Linked DNA regions of Sus scrofa: region 1 is linked to region 2. A link is a contact called in public HiChIP or PLAC-seq data. All regions are on one chromosome and are shown on one strand. The core of a region is the stretch at or near the end of the contact, and the rest is flanking DNA. Distances in the headings are between cores, read along the strand shown. Region 1 overlaps SOAT1 (sterol O-acyltransferase 1). Region 2 overlaps ABL2 (Abelson tyrosine-protein kinase 2).

Region 1 (6,308 bases), core at 1,984-4,483, 170 kb after region 2:
CTCCCCCATCCCCAGTGTGAGAGGTGTAGAAATATGACTTCTCCAATGTAACCACTTTACATTGCTTTATAAAGTGGTATTCAAAAGGTGTATTTATACACTTAAAATTGTGGGTCTAGATTCCTAGTTAATCGTGGGTTACATTTTGTTTTACTTGTTTTTCCTGATTCTACTAGGTTACCTGTGTAAGACTTTAATACAGTGATCAGGCTGTTTTCTGGTGAATGTCTTTTCCAATTAGTAATTTGTCTTTTCCAATTAATAATTATCAAAGATTGTGTATTTATTTATTTACTTGGGCTGCACCCGCAGCATATGGAAGTTCCCAGGCTAGGGCTACAGCCACAGCCACATCGGACGCGGGTCCAAGCCGGGTCTGTGATGTATGCAGCTTAGTCCACTGAGTGAGGGCAGGGGTCGAACCCGAATCCTCAGGGATACTAGTCGGGCTCATTACCGCTGAGTCACAATGGGAACTCCAGAAATTTTTTAAAGACTTGATTATTTGGTAAGTAGTACTTGTACTTATCTGAGGGATAATTTATAATTTCAGCTAACAAAAGAAAACATCTAATATATAGGTACGTGTGTTGTTTTTGAGGACCCATTCTGGTAAATGTAGTCATTAAAACAAGGAAATTTTGCTTTAATGGCTTACTAGATTTCCTGACCCTTGCTCCTCTAAACAGCTGGGCACCCCCCATTCCTGTTCTGATTCTCCTCTGTTCCCCTTTTGCTTCTTGTCCCTTTCCCAGCAAGAATACAAAGGCCTTACTGTGTTCTACTTGGAAGGGGAATTTTCAGATAAGTTTAAGGGCAATCCATGCCTGCTATCCTTGCTATTTATTTAAAAAATCCGAGGTACGAGGGGAATTTTTTTTAATAGAGCATCACAAACCCAAAGAGGAACAGAAAGTAGAGGGGGAACAAAGGGATGGGGTGGGTGGGGAGGGACGGAGGGGGCGTGGAGGGGATGGTTGGTTCCAGGATTTAAGTAGAAACTTTGTTTTGAAGAGAATATCCTACTACTCTGCTTTCTATATTGTGACTCAATTATTATATGATTTAGTTGGGTCAGTTGGAAAGATGGGGAGAGAGAAAGAAATGGATGACGTAAGGGAAGAGAAGCTGCGGGAAAGGTGGAGGTTGGTTTAGCTACTTATTTATTACTCTGTGCTGGGTAAGATGTGTTCCTGGTATGGAGGGGGGACCCCAGCTTGAACAGAGGGATGATGCTTAAACGGTTAAGAAACTTCCACTGTTTCTTGGAAATGATACTTGATTGGCATCTGTGCCCCTTGGGGTATGATAGAAAGGAAAACAAAATTTGGGCCAGGTTGTAAAGCACTGCGTTGCTATAGCTGGTAGCTCTGATTCGACCCCAAGCCCAGGAACCTCCATATGCCACAGGGTTCGGCCCTAAAAAGCAAACAAAACAAAACAAAAAATACCCAACTTGTAATGACGTCCTCCCTACTTTATACTTCTAAGTTCTGAGTTTATACCCTTGGCATATGCTTCACATGTATTATACACTGCTTTGATCTGCATGAATCACCCAAATTCCTTTGATGAGCTCATAGGTGATTTGACTTAGGAGAGTTTTAACTGGCAATTTGATATTTAATGAGTTTGAACATCTTGCCATTATTAATTAATTAGAATGCTTTTGAGGGAAATAGATTTGGAATGCTATGCTGATAGCAAAATTGAAGATACTTTATCGAGTTCGGAGACAAAGAGACCAGATAGGAAGCTACTGTAATATTTTAGTATTCTAGACAGTAAACAGAGGGGCAGGGAGGAGAAAGGAAGTATGTTTAAAAAGTCCTGTTATGGGAGTTCCTGTCGAGGCTCAGTGGTTAATGAACCTGACTAGCACCCGTATGGACGAGGGTTCAATCCCTGGCATGCTCAGAGGATTAAGGATCCAGCATTGCTGTGAGCTGTGGTGTAGGTTGCAGATGAGAATTGGGTCCGAGTTGCTGTGGCTGTGGTGTAGGCCGGTGGCTACAGCTCTGATTCGACCCCTAGCCTGGGAACCTCCATATGCCACCAGTGCAGCCCCAAAAAGAGAAAAAGACCAAAAAAAAAAAAGTCCTATCATGGGCTACCCCTTCTACTAGTTGATTTATGTACATAATCTTATTTACTTAAATTATCCCATTTACAACAGTGATATCTGGTTACATTTTATTGTTGTTTTTATTGGTTACATTTATTAGTGTGAAATGACCACTGAAGTGACAGGTACGTGAATATTGTTCAGAGCCACGAAACTTACTTGTTCTGTTCTTTTGTGGGAAAGTAAAGCTGTATAAAGTAATTTTAAAGACACATGAATGTCAGAATTCTTTCTCTTTATTTGTAATTTGGCATCATGTTCCAACCCAACTGGACACTCTTCCCTTAATGTTTTTGTGTTTTTTTTTTTTTTTTTTTGTCTTTTGTCTTTTGTCTTTTTTTGTTGTTGTTGTTGTTGTTGTTGCTATTTCTTGGGCCGCTCCCGCGGCATATGGAGGTTCCCAGGCTAGGGGTCTAATTGGAGCTGTAGCCACCGGCCTACGCCAGAGCCACAGCAACGTGGGATCCGAGCCGAGTCTGCAACCTACACCACAGCTCACGGCAACGCCGGATCGTTAACCCACTGAGCAAGGGGCAGGGACGAACCCGCAACCTCATGGTTCCTAGTCGGATTCGTTAACCACGCACCACGACGGGAATTCCTTCCCTTAATGTTTAAAGTGAGAACGCTGGACTAGGTGTCTCCAAATTCCCCTTCAGCTCTTAACAGTCTGCGTCATAATTGCCTAGCTAACTTAAACTTCGGCTTTTAAGTCTCTACTTTCAGTTGTAAAGAGTAGTCTACAGATCTTATCGAACAAGTCTTTTGGCACAGCAACCCTCGAGTTGTCAGATAAAATACAGTTACTTGTTAAATTTGAATTTGAGATAAACAGCAAAACGCTTGTTCCTCATCATACAATGTTTGAGCCGTACCTAGTCTTAAAAAGTTAGTTGTTTATCAAATTTAAGTTTCACTGGATGTCCTAAATCTATTAATCTGTTTTTTTAGGGGGTCCTATATTTTTATTTGGTAAATACGGCCACTGACAAAGAATGCAATGAACATCTGTAAATGCAGATAAAGGAGCTTATGTTAAGGAAGGGTGCATGGAGAAGGTTGTCAAGTAATGGGCAAGCTTTTTGGTCTGAAGGGAGGAGAAATGAGAGAGGTGATGACATTCAAGGGTTGAACTGATTGAATCTCTCAAGGTCACTTCTAGGCCTACATGCCGTCATAAAAAACGTGGAAGTAATTAAAAAAAAAAGTCTGCTTCGGGTCATCCGGCATTGCGTAACTCTGCATCATGACCTTTTGAAATCCTTAGAATTGTGTTGTAACACATCTTTAAAGATCTTGGAACAGTTCAAGGGAGATTCAAATGATTAGGTTCCAACCAACTGCATTGGAACTAAATTCTCAACATTAGTAGAGGAATTAGCTGTATTTAACATGGTGTCCGTGATGTATTTTTTCTTTTGGTGGCACATAACAGAAAACGACTTTGCCTTATTTAAACGTACAAGGAAGTGTGTTTGAAAGATTAATAATGTATCTCACAGACTCCTCAGAGAAGCGAACACTCAGGCTTTGGAAAGGTTTTCGTTTTTTTTTTTTTTTTTTTTTTTTTTTTTTTTTTTGTCTTTTTGCTATTTCTTTGGGCCGCTCCCACGGCATATGGAGATTCCCAGGCTAGGGGTCCAATCGGAGCTGTAGCTACCGGCCTACACCAGAGCCACAGCAACGCGGGATCCGAGCCGCATCTGCAACCTACACCACAGCTCACGGCAACGCCGGGTCGTTAACCCACTGAGCAAGGGCAGGGACCGAACCCCCAACCTCATGGTTCCTAGTTGGATTCGCTAACCACTTCGCCACGATGGGAACTCCTGGAAAGGTTTTCTTTTAGTGGCCGCATTTCAGCTCTTTCTGATTTTTTCAGTTAATAAGGTTTCCAGTCCCACTTTCTAAGCTCAGAATTTTTGATCTATGAGGGAGAGAATTGGATTTTATCCAGAAGGGCAGGGCCATATAGTACAGCCCTAACCTGGACACTGGCTACTTGTCCTCACCTTTGCAGGCTGTTTCCAGAGAAAAGTGAGTATGTTAAGAAGAGAAAAAAGGGTTTCTTTACTCTCAATATTTGTAGAACGCCTGTTAATGTATCTTTTTATAGAGGAAATGCTAAGTCTAATGTGAAGATTGAAGGGATGAATAATTACTTTTTATTTCTACTTCTTTTTTCTTTTTCTTTTCCTTTTTTTTTTTAAGTGGCCACACCTGTGGTATATGGAAGTAGCCAGGTCAGGGGTCAAAGCAGAGGTGCAGCTGAGGCCTGCGCCACAGCAACAGCAACACCAGATCCATGCTGCATCTGTGACCTTCTTTGCAGCTTGCGGCAACGCCAGATCCTTAACTCGTTGAGCAAGGCAAGAGATTGAACCCACATCCTCATGGAAACATCAGGTCCTTACTTAATCTGCTGAGCCACAGTGGGAACTTCTATTTCTGCTTCTTAAAAATGCATATTTGGGGAGTGCTGGTTGTGGCACAGCAGAAATGAATCTGACTAATATCCATGAGACTGTTGGGTTCGATCTGCCCAACCTGCCAAGACTGTAGGTGATAAATACAGTTCCAGACAGCTTTTGAAACCAACTCCTGGCACCAAAACCCTTACTCATGTCACTGCTCACTGTATTCAATGTGTGTTATAAAGCAGAAAGTGTGTATCTAAGAAAAACTGCATAGCCTTGACTTTTCAAGGGAAAGAGACTAAAGATTACTATGAGTGACTGCCTTATGCTAGATACTCTATTAAGAGCTTTTATATATTATTTCTAGTCTTAAAACAATCTTTGAAGTGAGCAATATAATTCCTATCTGACATACGAACAGTTCTGCTATGGCACAACAGGATCAGTGGCGTCTCTGGGGCTCTGGGACGCAGGTTTGCTCTCCGGCCCAGCACCGTGGCTTAAGGATCCGGTGTTACCGCAGCTGTGGTGTAGGTCGCAACTATGGCTTGGATCTGATCCCAGGCCTAGGAACTCTGTATGCTGCCAGGTGGCCAAAAAGTAGGGAAAAAACAAAACAAAACAAAAACACTTGGGAGTTCCCGTCCTGGCTCAGGGGAATCTGACTAGCATCCACGAGGACACAGGTTTGATCCCTGGACTCGCTCAGTGGATTAAGGATGCAGTGTTGCTGTGAGCTGTGGTGTAGGTCGCAGACACGGCTCAGTTCCCACATTGCTGTGGCTGTGGCAATAGGCTGGTGGCTGCAGCTCCAGTTCAACTCCCTAGCCTGAGAACTTCCATATGCCGCAGGTGCCTCCCTAAAAAGACCAAAAAAAAAAAAAAAAAAAAAAGCCCAAATAAAAAAAAAACTTCAGGGAGTTCCCGTCGTGGCGCAGTGGTCAACGAATCTGACTAGGAACCATGAGGTTGCAGGTTCAATCCCTGCCCTTGCTCAGTGGGTTAAGGACCTGGCATTGCCGTGAGCTGTGGTGTAGGTTGCAGACTCGGCTCGGATCCCACGTTGCTGTGGCTCTGGTGTAGGCCGGTGGCTACAGCTCCAATTAGACCCCTAGCCTGGGAACCTCCATATGCCGCGGGAGCGGCCCAAGAAATAGCAAAAAAAAGACCAAAAAAAGTAAAATAAAATAAATAAATAAACTTAAAAAAAAAAAAACTTCAGTTTATCTGACCTCAGTTCACATTTATATTATATGGCTTTTCACTATAATTTATATGAAATATTTTCTATGTGGTTATTAGCACTGTAAGCCAAAAAAGTAAAACAAACCAAAAAAAAAAAGTCTATAATGTACGTGCATATAGCCTGGAAATGACAGGTAATCTAACAGAAAGGTGTTGTTTAGTTTTAGTTCTATTACAGACATTTCATTTGAAGGCATCAGTGTAGAAGAGGTTTACAGCACTAAGCAGTGCACTATAATAAACTCCTCTTCCATAGTCAAAAAAGTCTTGAGTATAACTGTTACATAATCCTTAATACAGGAAATCAAAGGTTCAGGCTAAACTAGCAACTAGTGAAATTAGAGCTCTGAATTTTAATCCCTTTTTGTTTAAATTAAAATCCATTCTGGGCTATCTGCAATTTTAATTAGACTACAGTATCTTTAATATCATGTTGTTATCAGTCTAAACTGAGCTGAGACACATCTGCCTTAATCGACTTACGTAGCTCCCGCATCGTAACTATCCAAATGGTATATTTT
Region 2 (6,424 bases), core at 3,877-6,376:
ACTGGAAAGGAGGAGCTTGGAATTCACATTTGACAAAGACAGGGCAGTAGGTAACACCAATGTACAATGAGAAAGTAACAGGACTTACACTCAAACACACTGCAATTTAATTCACTAATCACCTTCCTACTTTCTCATCTTTAAGAACTCAGATGCTTGTGTTTATTCATGATCGCATTCGCCATAGTCTTTACCATTTTATGTAGTTGAAAAGAGCCCTCCCCCTACCTAATCTTCAAAGTCAATGTCTTACTCTATTAAATATGCAAATAGTTCAGGGAAAATGAGTATTTGTGCCACTGACAGTGATACTTAGGGTTCCAATAAGACTAATGTAGAGCATATGATATTCCAACTGGCTGATCAGTGACCGACTCTATGTCATGAGGTCGGACTCAATCTTACAACATTAAGAGGAAAATGTTGCAATAGAAAATTGCTCACTCAAACTTGCACAATTAAAATACACAAAAATACTCACATGCTCTCATAAGTTCATACACCTTAGGAGGACATCCTTCAGGTTGTTCCATTCGATATCCTTTTTCCAGCAGATCATAGACCTGAGACAGGTCAATACCTGGATATGGTGACATTCCATATGTAGCAATTTCCCACAAGAGAACCCCAAAAGCTGCAGAAGGGATGAAAAAAGGAGTTTTATGTTTCTTCTTTCTCATTTACTTTATACCATTAGGTAACCACTCTTTCAAATTTTAAGTAACATTCTCACTGTTATAACCTTAGTATACTCCCATAATTCTTTTTCTTTCTTTTCTTTTGGCCGCACCTGGGGTATGTGGAAGTTCCAGGGCCAGGGATCAAACTTGCGCCACAGCAGCCACCCGAGCCACAGCAGTTGATAACGCCAGATGCTTAACCTGCTGAGCCATGAGGGAACTTCTACTCTTCTAGATCTTATAACGTAACTTGTTTTTCTAAGATATCTGCCATAAGAACATTTCAGATACAATCTCAATGGTTTTCTTTAAATTTCCCAATTTTTATTGGGATTTCCTTTACTACAATGAGGGAAAAGTAAACTATGATAATATAAGAAGCCTGGGGCATAATCATCTATTCTTAGAGCAATTTATGATCTATTTCATAAAAGTTTCACAATTTTTAAGTCAGCTAATACTAGAGGAGTAATATAAAAATGGACTCAACTTAAAATCAGATAAAAATCACACTTGTAAAAAGAATTTCCTTGATTTTGTCACAAGTTATTCCTGAAATTGATATTTCTGATAAACAAGACCAAGAAAAAACAAAAAACAAAACCAAGAATTCTACAAGTATTTCTATTGGTCCACAATCCAAATTTCCTGACTTGTTCTATTTCCTGAGCCTCTGCTAAATCACATTGCTTTTCAGGGCAACAAAAACAAGATCAGTTACACAGACAAATTCTAGATGAAACTTCATTATGCCTTCCTTGAAAAGAGTTTGCTACTCTGTGTCACAGTGCTCTAGAAACAAGCAATAAAGCCTAATGTGGACAACAGGGAGCTTCATAGAGAGAGGATCATTGTTACTCCAGTGCAGTATAATACCTAGATTGTGAGTGCTCCGCAGGCAGAGACTTTTTTCTTTAACTTTCTTCTTTATAATTTCTTTCTATGGTAAGTGCCTAGCAGATACTAAGTATTTAATAAGTGCTTGCTGAATGACTAAAAGAAGGATGAATGTAAAGACAGAAGACATGATTATATAAAAGATAAGCTCTAAAGAATTTAGTATTTATTTATAAAGAAAATAACACACAGGAAAATGTTCCTTTCACTCTTACCCCAGACATCAGATTTAATTGAGAAGGTATTGTAGGCAAGACTCTCTGGTGCTGTCCATTTAATAGGAAATTTGGCTCCAGCATGAGCAGTATAGGTGTCTCCAGTCATCAATCTACTTAAGCCAAAGTCAGCCACTTTTACCACATGGTTTTCTCCCACGAGGCAGTTACGAGCTGCAAGATCTCTGTGGGAAAGAGAACTCTAAAATGTGATTCCATACAGGTGGTTGTAGAAAAAGATCATGAATGCTCTATTATCAGTTCCCTTACAGTTTGATAAGTGCTGACAGATATGGTAGTATTTTATGAAAATTACTAAGATGGTAGAAAGCCACTAATTATACATCACTTGTAGAATCCCCATCAAGAGGGAGTTATGTGATGCCAGAATAAAGCAGGCTTCAGAAAAGGGGTTCCTATTCACAAATACTTGGGATAGGCTTCAGAAGTGAGCAACAGATGCTCTTCTACACAGCTGTAAGTTCATTACTAGGACAGAAAGCTATTTTTAAAATTAAGCCACTAGATGGGGCAAAAGGATCTTGGATATAGTCCTGGGCAAAGTAAAGAGCTTTCTCTTCTGAGAATAACAAAGGCCTCGCATTAATACTTTAATCAGAGAACAGGAGGGTTTATAAATTGGCAATGTCATTACAATGGTGCCTGTAAAAGAGAAAATTCCTGAGTCATCTGAAAATTTTTGCTAAAATTCTCACATTCTTTCTTTTATTTGCATGTCAATCAAGAGAGCTTCATGGTTAATCATAAGCAATAACCAGGTTTTACACACCTATGGATGAAATTCTTCTTTTCTAAATACTCCATTGCAGAAGAAATCTGAGTGGCCATGTAAAGCAGTACAACTGCAGTTACCTCTTCTCGGTTGCATTCTCGGAGATAATCAAGCAGGTTCCCATAAGGCATGTACTCAGTCACAATGTAAAATGGTGGCTCCAAAGTACATACACCTGATAGTTCAAATACAGCTTGTTTTATTAGTATATATTCACACACTGCAAACCACTTTGGCAAGAAAAACTGACAATTTTTTAATGGCTACATCCATGGCATATAGAAGTTCCTGGACCAGGGACTGAATCTGCACCACAGCTGCAGCAACTCTAGATCCTTTAACCCACTGCGCAATGCCAGGAGCAGACTCTCACCTCCTCGGTGACCTGAGCTGCTGCAATCAGATTCCTAACCCACTGTGCCACAGCAGGAACTTCAAGAATAATTGACAATTTTTAAAGTCTAGTTCAGCAGTAATCTTTTCCCGTCTTGCCATCATATTCCCTAAAAATGATATAAGCTAGTTGATAAGGGACTCTGTTCTCATTCTATCATTCTCTGGAAATTCATATCCATTTTGAGTAAGTGCCTATTTGGCAAAAGCAGAGTTGCTTGTTCTAATTCCACACGGGGTCAGGACTACCAACACATCTAGAGTTCTGTACATGCCTACATAATCCCCATCCTCAACTGCATGCTGCCCATGTTTACCTAAAAGTAACAGCAACTGTGCATGTGGTAAAGCCTGTATGTGAGCCCGGTCTGTAATAATACTTTGTAAAAAGATTCTGACTATTTCCACAATCAAGGATTCCACTAACACATGGCAGATAACTTATCAAGAACCAAAAGAATCTATTTCCTTTGGGATGGTTTGGCTCAATTTGAACATCCAAAGAAACTGACCCTATTTTTTAAAAAGCAATGGTTTTAGTCAACGGTTTTTCTGTGACCCAAACACGTAAGATAGCAGTCTATTGATGGCACTTTCTGCTTGTAAAGGCAAACTGATGGATGGTCACAATTTTTAATCTGTTTATTTTCAGCAGTCCTTTGCTTAGTATCTCTTTATTTTGTAAAACTATTTTGTGACCGTTTTTGGTTTAGTATCACTTGGAATGATTTTGAACTTTGGATCCAGGGCAATTACCACAGGCTGTGCAGTTTCATATATACTGCAATCAATCCAGGTTACTGCTTCTTGGGTAATTTTTAAATACAGAGACTGCTGATTAAAGTCATTTAAAGAAGTAGATTTGTACTGGGAGCTTCCACCCACAGTGATTCAAAAGAAGGATTTGGAGTTAATAGGGGGTTGGGGGACAAGCATCTTTGAGGAAAGTTATGGTTCAGGAAAGCTCCCTTACCTAATAGTTGTACCAGATTAGGATGCTTGATTTCTTTCATCACTGCAGCTTCTTTTAGGAATTCCTCCACCTCCATAGTATCCTCCTAGAAAGGTGGAAAGATAAGAAAGAAAAAGAGGGCAGGGACAAGCCCCCATCTTAATCATTTGAGTCAACTCACAATCCTAAAATTTCAGAAAAGGGAATATCTTTTGACTATTTCAGCATTTACTTCAGGAAGTTTTATCACAACATAATATCCTCCAAGAAAAATGTCTACTTAAATTTATTCATTATTTTAAACTATACAAAATTTTGTGGGGTGGAGTAAAATTCATCAATCATGTCCTATCACAACTGAAAGGTACAGAACAGTCAGCTGTCTTCCTAACAAATTCCTTAAGGAGCAAGGCATGTTTGCAAGACTATGAATATTGTTTCACACACTCAGAAAAAGCACTCAATAAATACTTGCTAAAAAAACAAAAACAGACTACTATTGATAGGTGAAGAGCAGTCCTTACAAGTGACATGACAAAGCTATTGAGGCATATGAAAGAATCTTGAGAGAATGGAGTGAGTGACAAAATGTATAATTTGATACCAGGATGCTTAAAGGAGAGAAAGGGTAGCATCAGGAAAAAGATATCTGTGAACATTAAGAACAAGAAGTGGTCGGAGTTCCCGTGGTGGCTCAGCGGTTAATGAACCTGACTAGGTACCTATAAGGACGCGGCTCGTGATCCCTGGCCTCGCTCAATGGGTTAAGGATCCAGCATTGCCATGAGCTGTGGTGTAGGTTGCAGACGAAGCTCGGATCCCGCGTTGCTGTGGCGTAGGCCGGTGGCTTCAGCTCTGACTGGACCCCTAGCCTGGGAACTTCCATATGCCGCAGGTGCAGCCCTGAAGAGACAAAAAAATAAGAACAACAACAAAAAAACAACAACCAAGAAGTGGTCTAATCTCAGGGATAAGGGAGGAAATAGCAGCAGAGAGAAAAAGGACAGAATAAGAAAGAGAGAACCCATCATTCTCTCACAGTGCATGAAGAATTGTGTCCAGCAGGGGTTGTTCTGAGGAAGTAAAACAGTTTGTTCTGTTTTTACAACTTACAACATGCATCTAACCTCCCACTAAGATCTACATCAACAGCCTCCAGAGACAAACCTTCTCCATCTGTGGGTTTCACTGCATTGCAGTGAATAAGTTGCCCCCGCATTGTCAGCAACAGCACCCGTGGTTAATCATCACAGTTTGCTGATGTGCTTGGCACCCGTGGGTGGAAAGCCCCGAAGTTAAAGAAAGGCATGCTGCTATTTCCAAGTGATTCAGCACACAAGAAAAAGATGCCTGAGAACTGTAATTCTCAGCAACCCACCTTCAGCGTTTTCACAGCAACAGTAAGGCTGTATTTCTTCCAGACGCCAACGTAAACCTCTCCATACTGACCACCCCCAAGTTTGTGCTTCATGGTAATATCTGTTCGTTCCATTTCCCATTTGTCATGGATGGGGGACACACCATACACGGTAGGCTTATTACACTTGGGTGCTGGGTAGTGTAGTGTTGTCACGAGCCCATCAGCCACTGTTGAGTGATGGTGAACAAGCTCGGCCAAGGTGCTAAAGCGGCTCTCAGCAGTTACATACACCTGATGAGGAGAATAGAGAAAAGCTACACCAACCAAAAAGGAGTCATTATTTCACGGATCTCAAGATAAGATGATAAGGCATTATCTTCTTGAGGTAAATTTAGGAATTAAACCATGATGGCAAAGGGGAAACAGAACTCCAGTTTAATCTCATTTAAACCACTCTTCCTATGATTCCTAAAGTAGTTCTAGTCTTGAGGGTGGGCAGGGGGAGTGAAGCCTCCAAAACCTCTCTCTTGATCATCAAGATCACTGGTCTTCAAATATTTTTAAGCAAAAAAAGGACTAAAAAACCTGAATATATAAGATAAAAGAAGAGACGCATTGATTAAAATAGCTAAGAGGGGACTGGCTTCCTATAAAAGTTTATGAAATACCACCTCAGAATCTGGCTTAGAACATAATTTGAAAACCATCGATTTCCTTTTTTTTTTTTTTTTTTTTGATAGTGCAAGGGCATTCAAACATTTTCTCATTTTTATTTCATTAAGATACGCTTTTGCGTGTCTAGGTCATTTAAAAAGAAAAGGCCACAATTTTATCTCAGAGAGTTGCTAACAAAACAGTTAATTTATGATAGGCAGTAAGAAGTATAAAATTAAATAGCAAGCACCCGTTGGGCCTTATCTCCTAAGTGAGTTTATTTTTTCACAAAAGGAACTTCTAGTATATACAGAAGAGTGTACAATAAACAGAGAATTGATGATTTTTTATTAAGTGAACTTACCCAAGTAAAAACAGCTCCCACACAGAGGATTATAGTACTACCAGCACCCCAGAAGGCTCTCTTGTGCCCTCCCCCCTGCTATTTACCCCATGTGCTGACTTCTAACACCTTAGATT

Evidence for each region. HiChIP or PLAC-seq counts read pairs in DNA pulled down with a chosen protein or histone mark.
Region 1: a contact with region 2 is called in an H3K27ac HiChIP or PLAC-seq map of alveolar macrophages. The contact joins two enhancer-like sites. A contact is called at or near these places in 1 of 47 Hi-C or Micro-C datasets (skeletal muscle) and 1 of 2 datasets of contacts at active chromatin or transcription factors (alveolar macrophages).

What each region holds. Positions count from the first base shown.
Region 1 is chr9:121,075,493-121,081,800 of Sscrofa11.1, forward strand. All of the region lies in intron 3 of SOAT1 (sterol O-acyltransferase 1), which reads left to right. Among named protein-coding and RNA genes, the nearest start is that of SOAT1, 33 kb to the left of the region's middle. Within about 2 kb of position 3,234, at least 7 of the 83 cell types and tissues checked have an H3K27ac peak or open chromatin away from gene starts, as enhancers often do. A contact at or near this core is called in alveolar macrophages, where this site is marked.
Region 2 is chr9:120,903,620-120,910,043 of Sscrofa11.1, forward strand. It overlaps ABL2 (Abelson tyrosine-protein kinase 2), which reads right to left. Exons shown (of 13, transcript XM_003482731.4): 5 at 5,309-5,581; 6 at 3,952-4,036; 7 at 2,583-2,760; 8 at 1,793-1,977; 9 at 482-634. Among named protein-coding and RNA genes, the nearest start is that of TOR3A, 47 kb to the left of the region's middle. Within about 2 kb of position 5,127, at least 4 of the 83 cell types and tissues checked have an H3K27ac peak or open chromatin away from gene starts, as enhancers often do. A contact at or near this core is called in alveolar macrophages, where this site is marked.